Regions from separate parts of the Mus musculus genome. Here all the other regions are linked to region 1. The links are chromatin contacts, called in public HiChIP or PLAC-seq maps. All regions are on one chromosome and are shown on one strand. The core of a region is the stretch at or near the end of the contact, and the rest is flanking DNA. Distances in the headings are between cores, read along the strand shown.

What was found. HiChIP or PLAC-seq counts read pairs in DNA pulled down with a chosen protein or histone mark.
Region 2: a contact with region 1 is called in an H3K4me3 HiChIP or PLAC-seq map of embryonic limb bud, with 4 times the contacts expected there. The contact joins two enhancer-like sites. A contact is called at or near these places in 1 of 15 datasets of contacts at CTCF or cohesin (the NIH/3T3 cell line), 1 of 484 Hi-C or Micro-C datasets (embryonic stem cells), 2 of 115 datasets of contacts at active chromatin or transcription factors (the NIH/3T3 cell line and embryonic limb bud) and 2 of 9 other capture datasets (embryonic tail and embryonic trunk).
Region 3: a contact with region 1 is called in an H3K4me3 HiChIP or PLAC-seq map of embryonic limb bud, with 5 times the contacts expected there. The contact joins the promoter of Prrx1 here to the enhancer-like site in region 1. A contact is called at or near these places in 5 of 39 promoter capture datasets (the 3T3-L1 cell line, 3T3-L1-derived adipocytes, frontonasal cranial neural crest and 1 more), 5 of 484 Hi-C or Micro-C datasets (adipose-derived mesenchymal stem cells, cortical neurons, embryonic fibroblasts and 2 more), 6 of 115 datasets of contacts at active chromatin or transcription factors (the NIH/3T3 cell line, craniofacial prominence, embryonic forebrain and 3 more) and 4 of 9 other capture datasets (adipose tissue, embryonic stem cells, embryonic tail and 1 more).

What each region holds. Positions count from the first base shown.
Region 1 is chr1:163,656,888-163,659,785 of GRCm38.p6, forward strand. No RefSeq gene overlaps it. Among named protein-coding and RNA genes, the nearest start is that of Gm32333, 40 kb to the left of the region's middle. Within about 2 kb of position 1,479, at least 16 of the 459 cell types and tissues checked have an H3K27ac peak or open chromatin away from gene starts, as enhancers often do. A contact at or near this core is called in embryonic limb bud and embryonic tail, where this site is marked.
Region 2 is chr1:163,357,074-163,360,123 of GRCm38.p6, forward strand. No RefSeq gene overlaps it. Among named protein-coding and RNA genes, the nearest start is that of Gm24940, 44 kb to the right of the region's middle. Within about 2 kb of position 1,283, at least 25 of the 459 cell types and tissues checked have an H3K27ac peak or open chromatin away from gene starts, as enhancers often do. A contact at or near this core is called in embryonic limb bud, where this site is marked.
Region 3 is chr1:163,311,690-163,314,945 of GRCm38.p6, forward strand. It overlaps Prrx1 (paired related homeobox 1), which reads right to left and starts at 1,961. Exons shown (of 4, transcript NM_011127.2): 1 at 706-1,961. The coding sequence starts at 946.

The sequences.
Region 1 (2,898 bases), core at 229-2,728:
CAGGTGTCCCTATGACTGCATCAAAACTGACTCAGAACCAACCTCCAGACACCTACTGCTCTGCCTGTGAGACCATGTAGCCATTCTTAGTGGGCCGTTTTCTCCACACTGGTCCTTCAGTATCTCTATACTCTGTAATGGTTTGGCATTTCCTCCCATTCCGTAGAGGATGACAGCATGACCTGGAGATCAGAAGACAAGAATCCATACCTCTCTTGACAGAACAAACAACTTCTTCAGGCCCCATGTCAGCTTGTAGAAGATTAGCTTTGAGAACCACTGACCCCAGGCTAGAGCAGTGAGGCCAAGTCCATTAAAATTCATGTGTATCATGTGGGAGCTGCAGTAACTGAAATCATTCCTGAGGTCACACGGTGTGTTAACCCCCATCCTTCTCATCACAGTGATGACGGCTTGTATACACAAGCACAGAGCTAACAAATCCTCAGCTCCAGAGAGAAGTCTATCTGGAAAAAGACTAAGTGATCACTCCTTAAAGTGCCTAAAGCAGAGGACTGAAGGAGGAGCAAATATTGACAGAAACCTGATAATATTTGTCTTTCCCTCAGTAAAGACAATCCCCAGATGTCCTATGGACAAGTAGAGCCCAAGGATGAAGTAAATGGGAAGGGGAGGGGGCAAGGAAAGGAGAATAGAAAGAGAGGAAGGAAGGAAGGAAGGAAGGAAGGAAGGAAGGAAGGAAGGATGGAGGGAGGGAGGAAGGAAAGGAGGGAAGAATAGGAGGGAGAGAGAGAAGAAGTGGTGTGGGAGAGGAGAAGAAAATGAAATAGAAAAAAAGAAGAAAAGAAGGAGAGAAGGAGATGCAAAGAGGAGAAGGAGGAGCGAGAACTCTATCACCAAACTGACGCCTGTCAGATAAAAGAGATTGGAGCCATAAATTCCTCCCAGCCATTCTAATGGGATTTTAATACAACATTTGGCCATCATCTTTTTTTATTCTTTTAATGACATACATGCCCAAAGTATAACTGTGGAGCCTCTGAACTCTGTATATTTCTGTAATACACAACGAAAACAGCCGTCACATCCATTTTAAGGGATTTTTTAATGCATTACAGTGAGGTCTCCAGGCTCAGAATTGAAGGGAGCAGTGTGAGTTCTGTCTGTACATCGTCTGTGACGGGGCCTGAATTCCAGCCAAAGCAGGTTTTTTGGTTTTTTTTTTTTTTTTTTTTTTTTTTTTTGTAAAATAAAATAAAATAAAATACAGTTTTTTTCCTTAAGAACATTATATTTTTAAACTGGAAATAATTGTATTTTGTATCTTATATGGCATCTGAGAGTGATTTAGTTGAACAATGTGGTTTCTGATTGGTATTTGAATTGGTTCCAGAACATTTTTCGTAATAACCATCATAAAGATCCCAATTATCTGATCCTCTTTCCCCTGCGTCACGTGGTTTCAGAGGAGGTTTCCAGAGAAAGAGAGAGACCTGCAGAGGCTGACAGCCACCTCTCATCTAGAGCTAAAGTGTTGCCTGCTGGCTAGGGTCCTTGTTATTCTGAGTTGGCTAGGATGCATTTACAGCCCCATAAAGGAGGCCTTGGCATTACCAGAATAATTACTTACTAAAACCAGCCTATAAAACCAAAGGGTTGCCTGAGCTAAAAGGCAAACAGGGGACTTTTTTTCTCTCTTTTAGTGCTAACATGTAAAACTAGTAAAGCATATTTAGGTTTCAATTAAATCAGCCCTGGGTGCAAAAGGGAATGGCCAATGTCCCAGGTGCACAGCAAGATCAATTCCCTGGGGCTAGAGAGGAGCTAAAGAAAGTGGCCTTGTTAAATATGAAAAAGCCCCCCTCTGCTATGGTGTAGCCCTACTGGTGTGTGGAGTAAGAGCTAGCTCTGGAATCAGCAGCTACATATGATGAGGGTGTGCTTACAAAAAGGTGAGACCCACAACTGTGAGCCCAACTCTCTGTAGAGTGGGCAGTGGGATGCTTCTTTCACAAGCTCACTGAAATAAGCAAGGAAAATAATCTGTGAGAAAGGCTGAGAATAATACCCAAAATACAGCAGGGTGTACAGTAATAGTAGACCTTGCTAACGATTAAGGGTATATGAGAAGTGGTTACCTCTACATGTCATGGAATATTCCAGTACACAAACAGTTGCTTTCGTCAACACATATTAACAATGAGAACATGGCTCATTTTTATATTTTTCTGTTATGATCTATTCATTTATTTCATCTCTGACTATACAGGACATTATATATAGTCATTGTGGAATGATTAAATCTGTCTAGTTTATCAATGGATAACCACACATACTTACTTTCTTTTGCTGTAAGAAGAAATAAAATCTATTCATTGCAGTTTTAAAATAGGCAAGGCATTGTTAATCTTAATCACCATATTGAACAATAGATTGCTAAAATTTATTTCCCTCAAATGTTGAACCTTTCACTGGCATCTTCCCTTTCTCTGTCACCTAACTCCGCCCCAACCTCTGGGTACCACTTTTCTACAGTCTAATCCTGTGGATTCGTGTTTTTGTGTGATTACAGAGGAAACTAGAAGATGCTGTGCTAAGTGCAATAAGCCAAATACAGATAGTGAAATGAATGGTCTTACTTACATGAGGGTAATCTAATAAAGAATAAATATCTAGGGAATCTCAAATGCCAACGCATACTCCTAATCATTTCAAACAGTTTATCTTCTTCAGTACTTTCAATGTCTTCTCTAAAGTGTGGGATCTGGACAGTGGCAAATTTAGAAATAGAATGGCCAGACAAAATCAGTCATAAGACACAGAACACCCAGTCAAAGTTGTATTTCAGATAGACAATGTTATGGTGTAAATATGATCCCCGCTTCCCTGTCCCCAAAGTTTGTGTGTTAAAGACTTGGTCTCCAGCAAATGGCACGT
Region 2 (3,050 bases), core at 33-2,532, 300 kb before region 1:
TGAAAGGTTGGCCTTTCTTTCTCTGGTCCAATCAAAATGCAGCCAAATAGAAAAAAATCATATATCTATAACTATATCTATAGATACAGATATAGATTTCAGCATTTAAGTGGACATTTAAAAACAATGCCCAAAGCACAGCCATTTCCTCTGTGCTGTTTATTTGGATGGAAAAGGAATTCAAGTATTGCCCAGTGATGGTCCTATCAAACTTTTAGGACCCCAATTATTTTCTGAAGATAGCCTGGAACTCACTATGTAGCCCAGGCTGGTAGCAAACTCAAGCAATCCCCTCCTCCCCTTCCCCCCACCCATGGCTCACCCTCCCAAGTGCTGGGATTACAGCCACCACACTTAGCTTTAGAAACTCTTAAAGGCCATTTATGAGAGTTACAAAACTAAACCCACAATAAAGCAAAAGACCCAGAGAGGCTGCCACATACATAGCTGTGCACTGTATCCCGGTTTTCTATTTTGTCTCCTCTTCATATACATTTTCAGATTTGGGTTGTGCAACCCTGTTAAATGATCTTGTATACACCAAGAAGAAAATTCCCTCCTCTCCCACTCCCCGATGGTGTCCACTGAAATGAAACTGTTTGAGCTGGTTTAGATTTTTTCCATATTCTTACATTACTGACCATGGAACGTTCTATTTACCTTTATTGCTTTATTAGTTAACTTCTGGCAACTAACCTGATTTCTCATTCTAATACATTCTGTGCTTTCAGAGAACATTAGCACTTTTAATTTAATTTAACTTTTTAGCCCTCACGGATGAACTACTGAAAAGCCGTCTCCCTGAGTCTCCTCATGTAATTGCTCCTGTGTTCTGAGGGAGCTATAACTTGCAGAAGCCGATGGGCAGATAAGCTTGCCCAACATGCGCTTAATTATACAAACAAGTCTTTCTGGAGAAAGTCTTCAGACAATTACCTCCCGAAATAAATATACCCCAGCGACTGTCAATAGCAATAAAACCCACACAATCATTTCTTAAAGCTTTTATTGTTTGCCTGTAATTAGCATGTTGATGTGATTAAAGCTACATTTGACTTCTGATAAACCCCAGACTCCTATAGATAACATTTCCAGTGGTTCAAAGCTGCTTTCATTAGAAGCGATATTTATCTGATTTGTAACCAATCAATTGGAAATAAAACTTTCCTGTGGCATGCCAGCAGCAGCCCCTAGCTTCCCCCCAAACCCCTCCAGCAGGCTAGGTCCTTGAGTGAGATGGATTCCATATGGTTAGGAGGAGGAACCAGCCAGTCCTGCAAAGGTAGAGAGCACAGCTCTTGGGAGAATCACTCAGACCTGCGTCGTCTCTGCACACTGCCACTACAATCTGGAAGGCGCAACGGCTGCAACCAATTTTCTTGAAAAATATGCTTCGTGTGGCAGCCTAAAGCCTGCAGAATTGGGGTTCGCTGAGGCCATCATCTGTAATGTTTACTCTGCTTCCATATTTTAAGTTTATATCTGATTGTTTTATCAGATTCTTTAAACTTGCTTTTTTTGCTTTTATATATACTCTATCTTCTCTCTCCCCTTCTCTCCTCTTTTCTTTTCTCCCCCAAGCATATTCTCTCTCTCTCTCTCTCCCCCTTTCCTTTCTTCATCCCTCCTTCCCTCCCTCTCTCCCTTCTTTCTGACTTTTGACTGTATATGTTTTTCCCCCCTATAAAAATATTTTGTTTGCAATCACTTTAATTTGCAGCTCTAAATGTTGAGGTTTTGACAACTAGGCTTTCAAAAGTTGATTTTACCCAGCAAATGTTCTGAGAATTTCATAGTGGAGGAGGGCCGAGGGAACAGTACCCCTATGCTGTAGAAATGCCCTGTCCTACATCTTGGCGCTTTGTGTAGTTTAACCACTACACCAATGTATTTATTTTTGTTCTTAACGGAGAAATAGGGAAAGAAAGAAAGCCAATTAATTGCCTTCAATGTCTGTATACAGTATTCAACGCACTTCTCTTTCACTCTCTGCCCTCTCCAAACATTCCATATTTTTAGAAATGAAGTGGAGGAAGGAAAATATTTTCTATAATGGAATAGTGTTGACACGCAGACCTTTATGTATTTATAGCCATGCCTCATTAGAATCTGTCTTTAAATATGTGGTAAACATGTGCGTAAATACGATGTGTGCCATGCTTTTTAAATCGAGTTTTAAAGTGAATGTACATAAACAAAGTAGCTTACTGCTATTAAAATGAAAACATGAAACTTGGGTCTGAGAACCTTATACTAATCTGGGCAAGTTCAAAGGTTTTCCATTGTTATTTGACTGTTTGGTTTCTCAATGCCCATTTCAAGTGTCTTTTGCAAATGTTGTGATTTATAACTTGATATTTCTATATCATCCCAATTTTATTTACACATGCATAGTTCTTTGTACAGAAAATTTAAAAGCCCTGACTTGAAATACTGATAGTTTACAACCTAAGAATGGCTAAAATTACATTTAATATCTTAGAAATGAATGTTACCTAGCATATGTATAATCTACAAAGTATTCACACACACACACACACACACACACACACACACGCATACACACGCATGCACGGACACACACACACTAAGAGAACAAGGGGACTTGTGCCAGCAAAATGAACTTCTTCAACAAGAAGATTGGGTATGACAAGTCTGTCTCTGTGGGTCTGCAGTTTATGAACAGATCTCATAGCAGGAGTGTTTCTGAGGGTGTTAGGCTCAAAGGAAAGGTCTATGTGAAGTATACTATGTACCTTTAAAAATCAACTTCCATCAAACAGTTTAAACATTTCTTTCCCACAATTTAGAAAACATTTCAGAAGTCATTAAAAATCCATTTAAAAACATCAACCATGTGTTGTTCTCCATTGTAAATACATTTCCTCAACCCTCCATTTCTTAATTAATATAAATCAAGATAACTCCCTTGCTAAATGAATTAAACTACTAAACACAAAATATTTATCCTCATCACCTTAGATTTTAGACTAATTCACTTAAGATCATTAATAACATTTTTGGATAAAAATTTTTTCTGCTAAAATGTT
Region 3 (3,256 bases), core at 711-3,210, 340 kb before region 1:
TTCTAACGAAAATTCTCCTAGCTTCATCAAGGTTTAACTTAATAGGTGGGTTTTTAGCTCTATCTTAAACAAGGTAGAGATGACAGCAGAGGTCAGAGAGCAAGCCTGGGCGACAAGAATTGTGTGTTCCCGCGCTGCCCTTAGTCTTTTCCAGGCTTGGGTCATATGCACAGAGGGTATGCGACCTTAGTCCTGTCTTCCAGGTTCCTCTGAGCACAGTGCTTTCCCTTCAACCCCAGGGAAGACGCGCTCCCAAGCCTGCCCTGCATCTTTGTTCCCTGTTTTCTCTAACCGAGGTGGCTGTGTAGCCTGCGCTCTGGCCGGACCGGACCGCTCCTACCCTGGCGTGGACGCCCCGCCTGCCTGCGGGATTTCTGACCGCCGCTCCGCCCGAACTGGAGATGCAGCCCTGGCGGCTGGAGACAGTGGTGGCCGCAGAATCCCTGCATGGGATCCCCTGGCCTCCCAGCGTCCCTGGGCCTCCGGGTCTCTCTCCAGCGCCCGCTTGGCTTACAGCATTGGGGGAGCCCTCTTTTTCTCATCGGTCTTTCTGCGATCAGCAACCAGCCACTTTTCCCAGGACTCCTAACTTCTTAACGCCTTGTCTCCCCGAAACCGAAGCCTGGAACACGCTCCCGCCGCCCTCCCCGGGCCTCCACCCTGTGTCCCCAGCGCACACTCCCCGGAGCACGCGCCCTCACTCACTGTCCTGCTGAGGGGTGTCGCTGCCACTGGTCAGTCCCGGTGACTCCAGCAGGCTCCGGCCCGCCTCGCCCACACTTTCGTCTGCTTGTGCCGCCACCATGTCCCCGGCCTCCTCCAGGTCTAGCAGGTGACTGACGGAGAAGTTCTTTTTCGCCTGCAGGGTGTCGAGGTTGCCCGGGCTGTCCAAGCGGCCGCCCAGCGCCGGTTGCCGCTCCAGAACGTGCCCGTAGCTGGAGGTCATGGTCTCCCCTCCAATCCCACCCACCCCCCTCTTCCCGCTCGAATCAACACCAAACGCTGTGGGCGTGAGGGGGGAGAGGAGCCGAGTGGGGAAGAAAGAGGGGGGAGTGGAGAGAGAGAGAGAGAGAGAGAGAGAGAGAGAGAGAGAGAGAGAAACAGAGGGTGGGACCCCTTCTGAAGTGTAGAACTTTCGGGACAAGTAACTTTCCCTGCAGCCTCGGTTACTTCGCTAAAGCCAAGTCCAGCGCGGTCCAGAGAGATAATCCACACCAAAAAGTTCAAAAATAAAAACAAAACAAACAACCTATGCTTAGATCAAAAAGAAAAAAAATATCCCTTTCAACTCTTAAAAAGCGTCCACTCGCAGACACTAAAAATAATAATAAGGGGGAGCGAGGAAAGGGGAGGCCAGCGGGGCGGGGGAGTTAGGCAAACAGAAGAGAGAAGAAGGGGTGGAGAGAAGAATCAAAGTGGCTTTAAAAAAATTAGAGAAAGAGGTTAAAAAAAGTTATTCCCCCGGCAAGAGTTCAAGCGCCAACAGAAGAAGGCTTGTTCCAGCTTTAAAATGTCTTCAAGAAAGCGCGTTCCCCCTCTCTGCACTCCTGTGGATTCTCGGGAGTGACTAGAATTTCAGGAGAGTGATGTCTTGCAGATGTATTAGAGAGCAGGATTCTCACTTTACTCTTCGTAAGGAGGAAAAAAAAATAAGAAATAAAGAAGCGGGGCTTCAAGAGTCTGCAGAAGGGTGGCGGTCCCCCTTCCCTCCGCTCTCTCCCCCTTCTCCGTGCGGAGCTCCTTTTCCCTTCTCAGTTGGATCAAGAAGCTCTCTGGCACTTCAAAAGGCACAGGCTGGCATGGAGAGGAGGCTTTGTAGGGAATACAAGAAAATTGGAGACCCCTGGGAGGGCAGATCTCCACTTAATAGGAGCCTGTAATTACGTGGCAAAGCCTTTGTGCGGCGCCTGACGTTTTACAGACCCCCTTTCTCCATCACAATCTCCTACCTCCTTTTCCTCGGACCGAAAAAACAGTCTGATTAAGAAAACCCCTTTGCCAACATCAGAGCCAGAGAGAAAGGGAGAGGGAGGGAGCAAGAGAGGAGGAGGGAGGGAGGAAGGAGGGAGGGAGGGAAAAGGGAGGGAAGCTAAGGAGAGAGCCCCTTTGGATTTTTAAAATAAAGGTCTAATTATCATTCCCTTGCAGTAGTATCACAGAGAGAAAAGTGCCCGAAACCCGCAGTCACTTTAAAACGGGGCTGATTATTTTGTTTCAGCATTAACTCCTCCGGATTTGTTTGAGATCCTCTTGGAATATCTCATTTGCATGTTTTGATAACAGCTGAGGGCAAACTTGTTAGGAAAAGAAAAAAGAAAAAGGAACAGGGAAAAGATGCACATCTATAACAGTCAAATCTGCGGCTGCACCGCCCCCCAGTAACTTTTCCTGCAGCTTTGTTTTGGCGGAGAGCGCAGGGAGAGTCTGAGACTGAACGGCAAAAAAGAGCAAGCCTATTAAAGCTCGTTTGGCTCTGTAGAGACAGCCTATTAAATAATGTAATAAAATAACAAGAGCGATAATAACGGGAGGCTCTCTACGATCTAAAGACGGCTTGGGCAGATCCAGAAGTCTTCAGCTTCGAATGGATTCGAGACTTTCGCTGCCACCAGAAATCCCCAGGCTTCAGACAGTAGAAAATTTACATATTCATTAAACCAGAAGAAAGTCCGTCCTGATAATTCCCCTACCTTTGCCAATGTTCTAATTTCTTGCTCGTAGCCGAGGCTGCCCCAGATCAGAGCAGACAGGAACACTGGGGCTGAAGAAGTTGGGGGGAGCAGGAGGAGCTGGGGGTGGGGTGGGCTCTGTGCTAATCTGTATCCAGTTCGGTGAGGCCCTGGCAAACACAGAGACTGAGGAAGGTCGAAGTCTATGACCAGGCTTGACAGAGGGCAGAGCGGTGCTGGACGGTGTTTTCATGACCTGTTGGAATCTGGTAACAGCTTTAATAGTCTCATTAGGAATGAGTTACTATATGGCCAGTAAGTAAAATAGTATGTGCTTATTTGTGGCGTTTTATGTTCTTTAAACACACACATACATACGTTTCCCCTCGCTCCCCTGATTGCTAGATTTCCCCTTCTCCTGTAGCTATGAGATTGAATTGAAAAGAAGGAAGGGTCCCAGTGTGTATAAATGGTTTCTGTGCTCCAAACGGCCATAGTTAGCCCAGAACTTCCAGCCCTGATCTGGGAAAAGAACATTTGATGCCATCAAAGGGCTGTAGATTGAAACCAGATGTGCGCGCCTCGGT